Regions from separate parts of the Mus musculus genome. Here region 2 is linked to region 1. The links are chromatin contacts, called in public Hi-C maps. All regions are on one chromosome and are shown on one strand. The core of a region is the stretch at or near the end of the contact, and the rest is flanking DNA. Distances in the headings are between cores, read along the strand shown. Region 1 overlaps Tenm4 (teneurin transmembrane protein 4). Region 2 overlaps Tenm4 (teneurin transmembrane protein 4).

Region 1 (4,135 bases), core at 825-3,324:
CTCTGTCTCGGCCACTGTGTGGAACCTGTGTCACAGGTGCTCAGGGGAGACTTACCAAAGGCTTCTGAGAGTCCAAACACCTTCTGGTTGTAGACATCTGTCTTGTCCCAGATGAAGTAATAGGACAGGTCAGGAGCTGCGGCAAACCACTTCCTGAAGAGCCGACCCTCGACTGCCACCATGAGGTGGACCTTCATGAGGTTGAAGGGGATGGTGGGGTGTGTGAGACTGATCCTCAGGACAGACTTATAGCCAGGAGTGCGGCTGCTCAGGTAGCTCAACCTCATCTTGCAGCCAGCGATGACGATTTCCTCTTGCAGGGCCTACAGCGCAGACAGATCATAGTAGGGATGTCACTGTGGGTCCTGGGGGAAGTGACATCCAAGGCCTGTGGCCTTTGGGTGTTCAGGAGGCACAGGAAGAAGCAGAAGGGAAGGCAGTGAAGAGGAGGAGGAAGAATAGCAGGAAGATGGTAGGGAGAGGAGCGGGAAGAGAATGGGAGAGGCAGAAGGAGGACTAGCCCTGGTCTCCAGGGCCAGTTCCTACATGGTGTACCTGCACTAACAAACTCACCTGTGTGAGCCTTGGACCTCTCTCCAGTGCAACATAAATGAAGATATTTTAACATGGGCCTGAGAGGACACATAAGGATACTCAACAATGTATAGCTTTGATTCATTAGCTGTGTCAGTCAGGAAAACTCAAGGAGTCTGGGAATCTGTACTTCCTCACTGGATCAATACCAGTAAGGCCATATATGCAAAGTGCCTAGCCATCATTAGGCAGGACAGGGTATGGCTGGTACCCGGGGAGCTGAGAGCAGGGCTGCCATGAAGAAAGACTAATGTAGGCAGCAATCAGAGCCTGATAGATGATGGTTTCTATCTAGAGCTTTCTTAAAGTAAGATGGAGTTTAAATGTATCCTTTCCAGGACAGTCAACAGAGACCACACTAGGCTGAACAAATACATCATCAGGCCGTGCTTGAGAACCTGACAAAGTCCTGTTCCAATGTCCCAGTTTGTCCCCAGAGAGGAATTTTCAGTGCACAGTGGCTCCCAACCCCAGTGCCTTCCAGATGAGCAGAGAAGACTGAAGAAGGGACCAGTCATTGCAGTCCAGATGATCACCATAAGGCAAACACAGGGGACTGCCATCAGCTCGATGCTCCAGGCTCTTGCTCAAGAAGAGAACATTAAGTCAATTGAGCCTAACATGTCCATTCAAGGGATGTGGCTATTTTTACCCTCTGTTTACAGGGGAGCTGAGCCCTTCTCATTCTGTTTATTCTATAGAAGGGTGTAGATGTTTTGTCTGTGAAGCTTTTTCAAACACAGGAAATGCTATAGATTGGGCTTAATCTAGGGCCGCCTTCCCAGGCCACAGTTTATAGTTCCAGGCAAAGAAGGCTACACCCCCGGGTGAGCCATCGGCAGCGCTTGAGTGCTAGCCTGATGCTCTCATAAACATTTCCCTTTGCTAATGCACCCATCTCAATCTCCACATCCCAGCACTTGCAAACATCAACGACAATGGGACCAGGGAGACAAAGAGTTTGTTTTTTTAGGTGTTTGGTGGGACTAACAGTAAGCAAGGTTTGTGCCCCCACTGGGGCACCCAGCTCAGAGAGCAATGTAAAGAGAGTCTGACCTTGAACCTCATTTGTTGCCCAGTCCCTGCTCCTGGGAAAGGATGTCTAGCTGGAGCCGAGCCAGGGTTGACTAACAAATTACTTCTCTCCAGCAAGCTCTGTCTCTACTGACAAGCATTTCATACAAAAGGTCAGCCTGGCCACTGAGACAGGAGACAGGCGTTGAATCTCTGAGAAGGAGTGAGCTTTCTGTACAGTGAGAATTCAGAAATGGTTATGTTTTTTTATTGGGGACTGACACTGGAAACTACTCAACAGGGGATGTCCAGGGAGATGTGTTTGCTCATCTAGGCGTGAAACACACACACACACACACACACACATGTAAATGTAAATGTATAAATGCTCTGGTCTACCCGCACCAGGGCAATCCATTAACATGCACATTGCTGAGGTCTCACTAGGCAGGCAGGTGACCTGGTGACCTGGGCTTCTCTGGGCTTCTGTGCTGCTGTTTCCCCCTCTTCCTCTGGCCTTCTTTTCTGCCTACAGACATCAGACTGGGGATGATGGAGGAGATCCAACTCAGAACGGCTTTGTTAGGCAAAGAATCTATCTTAATTTTCATCAGATTAAAATACATTTTTTCTCGATTACTTCCCTTTAATGATAATGAAGTAAACCATTTGCGTGTGTAGATTTGATCCAAAGCAATCCTTAATTGGCATGAAGGCAGCATGTGTTAAATAATCTTAGCAATAATAATAGCTAAAATTTATCGAGCACTTAGTAGGTATCAGACATCGTGCTAAGTACCTCATGTTACATTTTTCTTATTTACTCTTTATTAAAATGCTTAATACTTGGGGTCCCATGGCTTATTCCTATTCATAGAAACTATTATTATAAGTACTTAGAGCAGAAATACCAAGAGAGGTGAGATTCTGAAAGCTGAAGAACAAAGAAGAATGAACAGGGAGACAGGGTAGGAAGAGCCAAGGAGTTTATTGCAAGCCCCAGTGTGCCAGGCAGACTGGAGGCATGCACCAGTCTTTAGCATGAAAGATAGTCTTTATATTCTGATGCCATGCCCATGGTGCGATTTGGTAAAGTGGGCTTTGGGGGGAGGGTCTTACCCAGGCCCGTACAGGCACTTTCACTTTTGCCATTATCTGTGAGATTATCTTCTGCCCCCAAATAAAAGAAAAGAATAGCCTGATGTCGTCAAGGAGCCTGGGTACCTGGATTTCTGGGACAATGGGGCCTTTCTCAGCACAGGAGCTGGCGAAGGATGTCAGTGGGGATGGAGAGACCACAGGGTTGGGACGGGCAAAGTTGCTCAGGTCACAGCTGGGGATCTCATTCTCCTCGTGTCTCATGACGATGGTTTCCATGACAAAGAAGCGATCCCAGGGTAGCCAGAGGGTATGCTCCTGTGTGATGAAGGGTGCCCTTTCGAATCTCAAGATGATGGAGATGCCGCCATTTGTGACCAGGTCAAAGCTGTGGGTGGGGGACAGTAACGGCAGAAATAAGATGAAGAGAACCGAGATCCTGAAAGTCACAGGAAAGGGCTGAGAACTTGGTGAGTGCTACTCTGACACCCAGAGACCGGATTGCAGTCACAAACAGTGACAATGACCCTGGAAACCTTTAGCTGTTGCTACAAGATGATTGGCCAGAGAGAGTTTACAGATGCCAAATTAGCCACTGCAGCAGGAGCTGTTTAGCAGAACCCAGGGCAGCTGGTGAACCTCTGCTGTGGAGCGCCTGGTGCTGTTACTGTGTCAGCCAGAGCCCACAAAGAGCCAGCAGAATGAGATTGAATAAGTGTTCCCTGGGCATTATTGAGCCCTGCATTGAATCCTTATTGCCATGAACTATAGTGTGGCCATGAGTAAATCAGTCAGCCTCCTCTCCTCTCCCTCCCCCTCCTCCCTCCCCCTCTCCCCTCTCCCCCTCCCCCTCTCGCCCCTCCCCCTCTCCGTCTTCCCCTCCCCCTCTCCCTCTCCCCCTCCCCCTCTCTCCCCTTCCCCTCCCCCCTCTCTCTGTATGTGTATGTGCATGTGCATGCACACATACACATGCATCTCTCTGTGTATGTGTATGTATGGGGACCATAGTTTGATATAGGTATAGGTGTCTTCTTCAGTTGCTTCTGTATGTTATATTTGACATAGCTTTCTCCTCCATCCCCACTCTGTTTATTTTTGGTTTTTATTTTTGAGATAGGGTCTGTCTATGGTCCTGGCTGTTCTGGAGCTCACTATGTAGACTAGGCCAACCTTAAACTCAGAGATTTGCCTGCTTCTGCCTCCCAAGTGCTGGGATTAAAGGCATGCACTACCAGGTCCAGGCACTGAGACAAGACTCTTATTGAACCAGGAGCTTGTAGTTTTGTCTGGACTAGCTGCTCAGTAAGCCCCTGGGATCCATATGTCTCTCCCTCCCAGCTTTTATGTGGGTGGTGGAGATCCAAATTCAGGTTCTCATGCTTATACAGAAGTACTTTCTCCATTGGGTCGTCTGTCCATCTCTCAAAGG
Region 2 (4,135 bases), core at 903-3,402, 67 kb before region 1:
GCAGGACACAGGACTCTACCAGTCTCTCTGAATGAGGTGACCGAAGGCCCTGTGTGTTCATTCTCAACAGCCAACCCCACTGAGTCTTGGTGAGCTGTCCTAGCAACTTTTACTGGAGTGTAGAGAGGGCCAGAAGTGTCTGGCTCTTCGGGGCAGCTGTGGACTGATGACTCTCCACTGGAGGGACTGGACCCTGAAGTCAAAGAGAGGCCAACCTTCAACGGATGAGGCGCTGGACTCGTATTTGGGACACTGGGAACACACAGAGGATGAAATTTAGTTTTGATTAACCTGGAGAGGAGCTCACTCCTGAAGTGGCCCCGTCTTGAACAGCTCAGGTCAGCTTTAGAGGACGCACTGGGGGCATCTTGTGAGAGCAGAAAGAGTGTCCAAAAGGTTTTGAGTTGATTTCAGCCAGGTGTGAAGACTGTGTGTGAACAACTGACAGGCGAAAGTCTGGGGCTTGACTGAGTGGTCCAAGAGCTCAGGCAGCCCATTGTGGTACATGCAGAGGGAAAGGTAGATGGGGTAGGGGTGTCGGGGTGTGGGCTAGCGCAGCTGCCCACTGGGAGAAAGGGGAGGTTCTGCTGACTCGGGGCATCTGAAGTGTCACACACATTAAACAATTTATTATGTACACAGCATTGAGGGTAGCATAGTTACCAGCAGTTCTCAAAGCAGTAATACCTGGGAACCGATTAGAACTGCATGTTCTGGGGCTACCCTCCAGGCCTGCTTATTTGGGAATTCAGGGGGAGGGGGAGGTGCTATACGTTCATAAACTGCAAGTCAAAGCTTGAGAAACATTATAGAGTACAGAGTGCTAAGCTTTGGACAGCAGTTAAGGGTCTGGGTTGGCTGGGCTGGGCAGAGGGGGCATGGTGTTCTGAGCAGTGAGCTACTTTACATACATCCTTCTTTAAGTGACACAAGAAGAAATCGACCAGGAGGTCTGTGTCACCATGCCCTCATGGAGAGGCACGATCTGGCGTGCAGAGTACCTCAGTGACCAAAGGTCAGGTCGTAGCACCGGAACCCCTGTCCATGCTGAGGTGGCTCACAGTGGAGGGCTGCGCTGCTGATGCTGCCTGTCACTTCTGCCGTGATGTCTCCATCCAGCCTGCATGGAAGGAAGGGGCCTATTATAGCTTGACCCTCCTTTCCCTAGAGCTTAGCATGGGCCAACCTGGGGTCAATGAGAGTGGGATGGCATTCCTGACTTAGAAGGACGGTTGTTTGAATTTTCATAAAGTTTGCCACATACACCCGGGAGCTGGGCTCAGTAAATAATCTCTTCAAGACTACCAGCATTCACCCCTGACACTGAGGTCTCATAGCTTAAGTGTGCGATTAAAAGAGAGAGGTTCCCACGCACTGTGATTAGAACTACGCTAGATTGGAAAGAAAAGAACACAGCAGGAAAACACCTACACTACTCAAGGAGTTTTTCTCCTCTCTCCCTAAGTTGTACTATGTGGTTATTATCACGTCTCAGTTGAACACGCGCCTGTTAATTTGTAAGGTGCAGTAACTCTGTGGCAGGTCCTGCGTTTGGTGGTGGATGGGGCCAGGTGTTCCTGCCCCTTGGAATCTGTCTTTGAAGCCAGTGAGCATAAGAACCAGGCTAGGACACAGCTTAAGGCAGTTTGGCACTAGCTAAGGTGAGAGCTGCCTCTGTGTGTACCTCATCTTTTAGTAAGTGAGGCCTCTGGTCTTCTGTGATCCTCCAGACACCGCTGTTCATGACAGGTAGGACCTGCAAGGGACTCTGGGACTAAGATGGGGGTCTTCCTCCAGCCCTCCTGGTAACTGCCACTGTCTCCCAACAAAGGCCACTGCACACCTTTAAACACAAAATAGTCTTTTATTTGTCAACGAAGGCTACACGGGATCACTTCTGGTTTTGTTTTTATGCTTTCCCCCCTTTTTTCTAGAAGGTATCTACATCTGCATTTATTTACAGCCTTGTTGGTATTTACACAGTCAAGAATACAGTGTTAGAAACACAAAAGTGTTGAGAAAAAAACTTCTCAAAATTAGTTCCAGACTTCAGGAAAACTATTTCCACATGGTAAGGCCAGAGTCTCCAGTGTTGGTCATCCAGAGGCAGCTCATTATCGTCCTTTGCCAGAGCTGCGGGTTCAGAAGTCCTCAGAATGACGGGCACATTTAGAACAGTGGGGTTCTGGTGATGAGTGGATTAGAGCTGCTGGGAACCACCAGACATCTGTGGGTCAGCTTCTGCGGGGACAGCCGAGCCTGCCCACGGGCAGTCAGCCCTGAACCATCAGCCCTTAGAATCAATCACATTTTTCTTAGGGACTAGGAAGTAGCCCAGTCTCACGCCTTTGGCATTCCCCAGAGGGTAAGAAGTACAACACAGGGCCCCACCGAGGCCTCTGAAACACAACACAGGGTTCCCACCCCATGCTTCCCCACCTTTGATCTTCCACAACACCGTGAAACCGCATAGCCCGCCACTGTTCCGGGCAGTCAAGTACACAAGGCTGGTTTTTGAGAATGATGGGTTGGAGAGGATAAAGTTTCAGTCACCTGAGCAATGAGTCTTTAAAATGAGTTTGCTGTTTTGGGAAGGCTAAATAAAAAGGTCTTGAACCACAGAGTTCATTTTTTACTTCCGTCCCCTCTCACAAAATATAGACAATGGTTTTGACCTAGCTGGGGACGGTGTGCCTCTCGTGGAGGGCTTTTAGTCCTGATGAAGATCCCGGGAGAGAGGAGAGACTGGGACCCCATGGGAGGTGAATCCTCCTACCCCAGAATCGGCATAACCTGGGCTAAGCAGTTGATGTGAGGGATGAAGGACACACTCATCTTTGTGTAATGGGTGATTTAACCCCAAAGCCCAGCCCTCTGCTGGAAGCCAGCCAGCTCATCTCCCCGGGTACAAAGCCCAATGTCACTGCTCTCACCACATCACATGGCCAGCAGAAACACAAGGACTGCAAATGGCAAAGATGTGTTCTAAGATGTCACACTGAAAACCTTCTCTATAAAGGCAGTCACTTAAGTCACAGTTGTAAGGCCCTTTCTTCTTCTTCCCTTGCCTCAAGCCTATAAAGCCAGTTTACTCAGCTTACTCGGCTCTTCTTCATCATCTGCCCCCCTCCCCATGCAATCCCTCTTATTTTCAGGCACTTGTCCAGCCTCAGCAGTCTCCCTTTAGCTTCCTAGGGTTTCTTTCAAGCCCAGCATCCTTCAGTAGAGTCAGGCACTGGTGTGGACCTTGGGCTAGTTTTCCACCAGTGGCTCTGAGCCAAGTGTTAAAGGCTAAAGTGTGGTTTACTATGGAGTCAATATCACCACAATACCATCTAGTGATGCCTGCCTGGGAGATGACCATAAAGGGGGTCTCAGGGTATAAAAGACGAGGTCAGAAACTAATAAAGTCTTGTTTAAGGTCTTGGAGGAGGGGCTGAGGCTGGGGGACTAATTGGCAGTTGTGGAGGGTGGAGAAGGTGGGAACTATGCAAAAGCAATCCTTAGAGGTTCAGAAGCTAACTCCCATCAGAATCACAAACTTCCACCAGTGAGGAAGACCCGGTCACTCTCTCAAGTGGATAGATGTAATGAGTGTCGAAAGAGCGGGAGCTGTCCAGGATGGCATTTTATATTTAAAGTCTCCTAAATGGGCGAAAGGAACTGTGGCCTGTGCCTTTAAACACACCTGGGAGGTGGAATCCAACTGAAAGGAGCCAAGGTCATAGTTCAGGGAGGACAGCATCAGTGTCAAGGGAGGCACATGGCACTGTCTGGCCTACAGCTGAGGTCCTATACAGCTCAGGGATGCTTGCCTGTTTCCTCTCTGGGGTGGCAGTCCAGGAAGAATATGGGATCATTCCTTTTAAAGAAGAATACCCCATATCTCATGGTATTCACTGATGCCTAAAAATATAGTCTTTGAGGGAGGGAGACAACAGAGGAGGAAGTCACAGGCTGGACAGCTACAAGGAGATGGTCCCTTGGGTCACATGCTGTCTCTCTGTCTTATAAGTAAATGACCCCGGCGGATCTCAGCCAATGTCAGGCAGCCAGTATGGGACAGATCAACTAGGCCAACTCACAGGACAACTCTGCCCACAGGACCCTTACAGCAAACGTACATTTTGAGGGG

The links. Hi-C and Micro-C count contacts between places; a contact is called where the count stands out from the background.
Region 2: a contact with region 1 is called in a Hi-C map of the N1E-115 cell line, with 5 times the contacts expected there. The contact joins two enhancer-like sites. A contact is called at or near these places in 3 of 39 promoter capture datasets (cranial neural crest, pre-B cells and stem cell-derived epiblast-like cells), 1 of 15 datasets of contacts at CTCF or cohesin (embryonic stem cells), 14 of 484 Hi-C or Micro-C datasets (3T3-L1-derived adipocytes, the N1E-115 cell line, bone marrow-derived macrophages and 7 more), 2 of 115 datasets of contacts at active chromatin or transcription factors (embryonic stem cells and microglia) and 1 of 9 other capture datasets (embryonic stem cells).

The regions. Positions count from the first base shown.
Region 1 is chr7:96,841,885-96,846,019 of GRCm38.p6, reverse strand. It overlaps Tenm4 (teneurin transmembrane protein 4), which reads right to left. Exons shown (of 33, transcript NM_001310762.1): 21 at 2,833-3,094; 22 at 56-323. Among named protein-coding and RNA genes, the nearest start is that of Gm15413, 42 kb to the right of the region's middle. Within about 2 kb of position 2,074, at least 7 of the 459 cell types and tissues checked have an H3K27ac peak or open chromatin away from gene starts, as enhancers often do. A contact at or near this core is called in the N1E-115 cell line, where this site is marked.
Region 2 is chr7:96,908,803-96,912,937 of GRCm38.p6, reverse strand. It overlaps Tenm4 (teneurin transmembrane protein 4), which reads right to left. Exons shown (of 33, transcript NM_001310762.1): 33 at 1,845-4,135. Among named protein-coding and RNA genes, the nearest start is that of Gm22226, 9.2 kb to the left of the region's middle. Within about 2 kb of position 2,152, at least 14 of the 459 cell types and tissues checked have an H3K27ac peak or open chromatin away from gene starts, as enhancers often do. A contact at or near this core is called in the N1E-115 cell line, where this site is marked.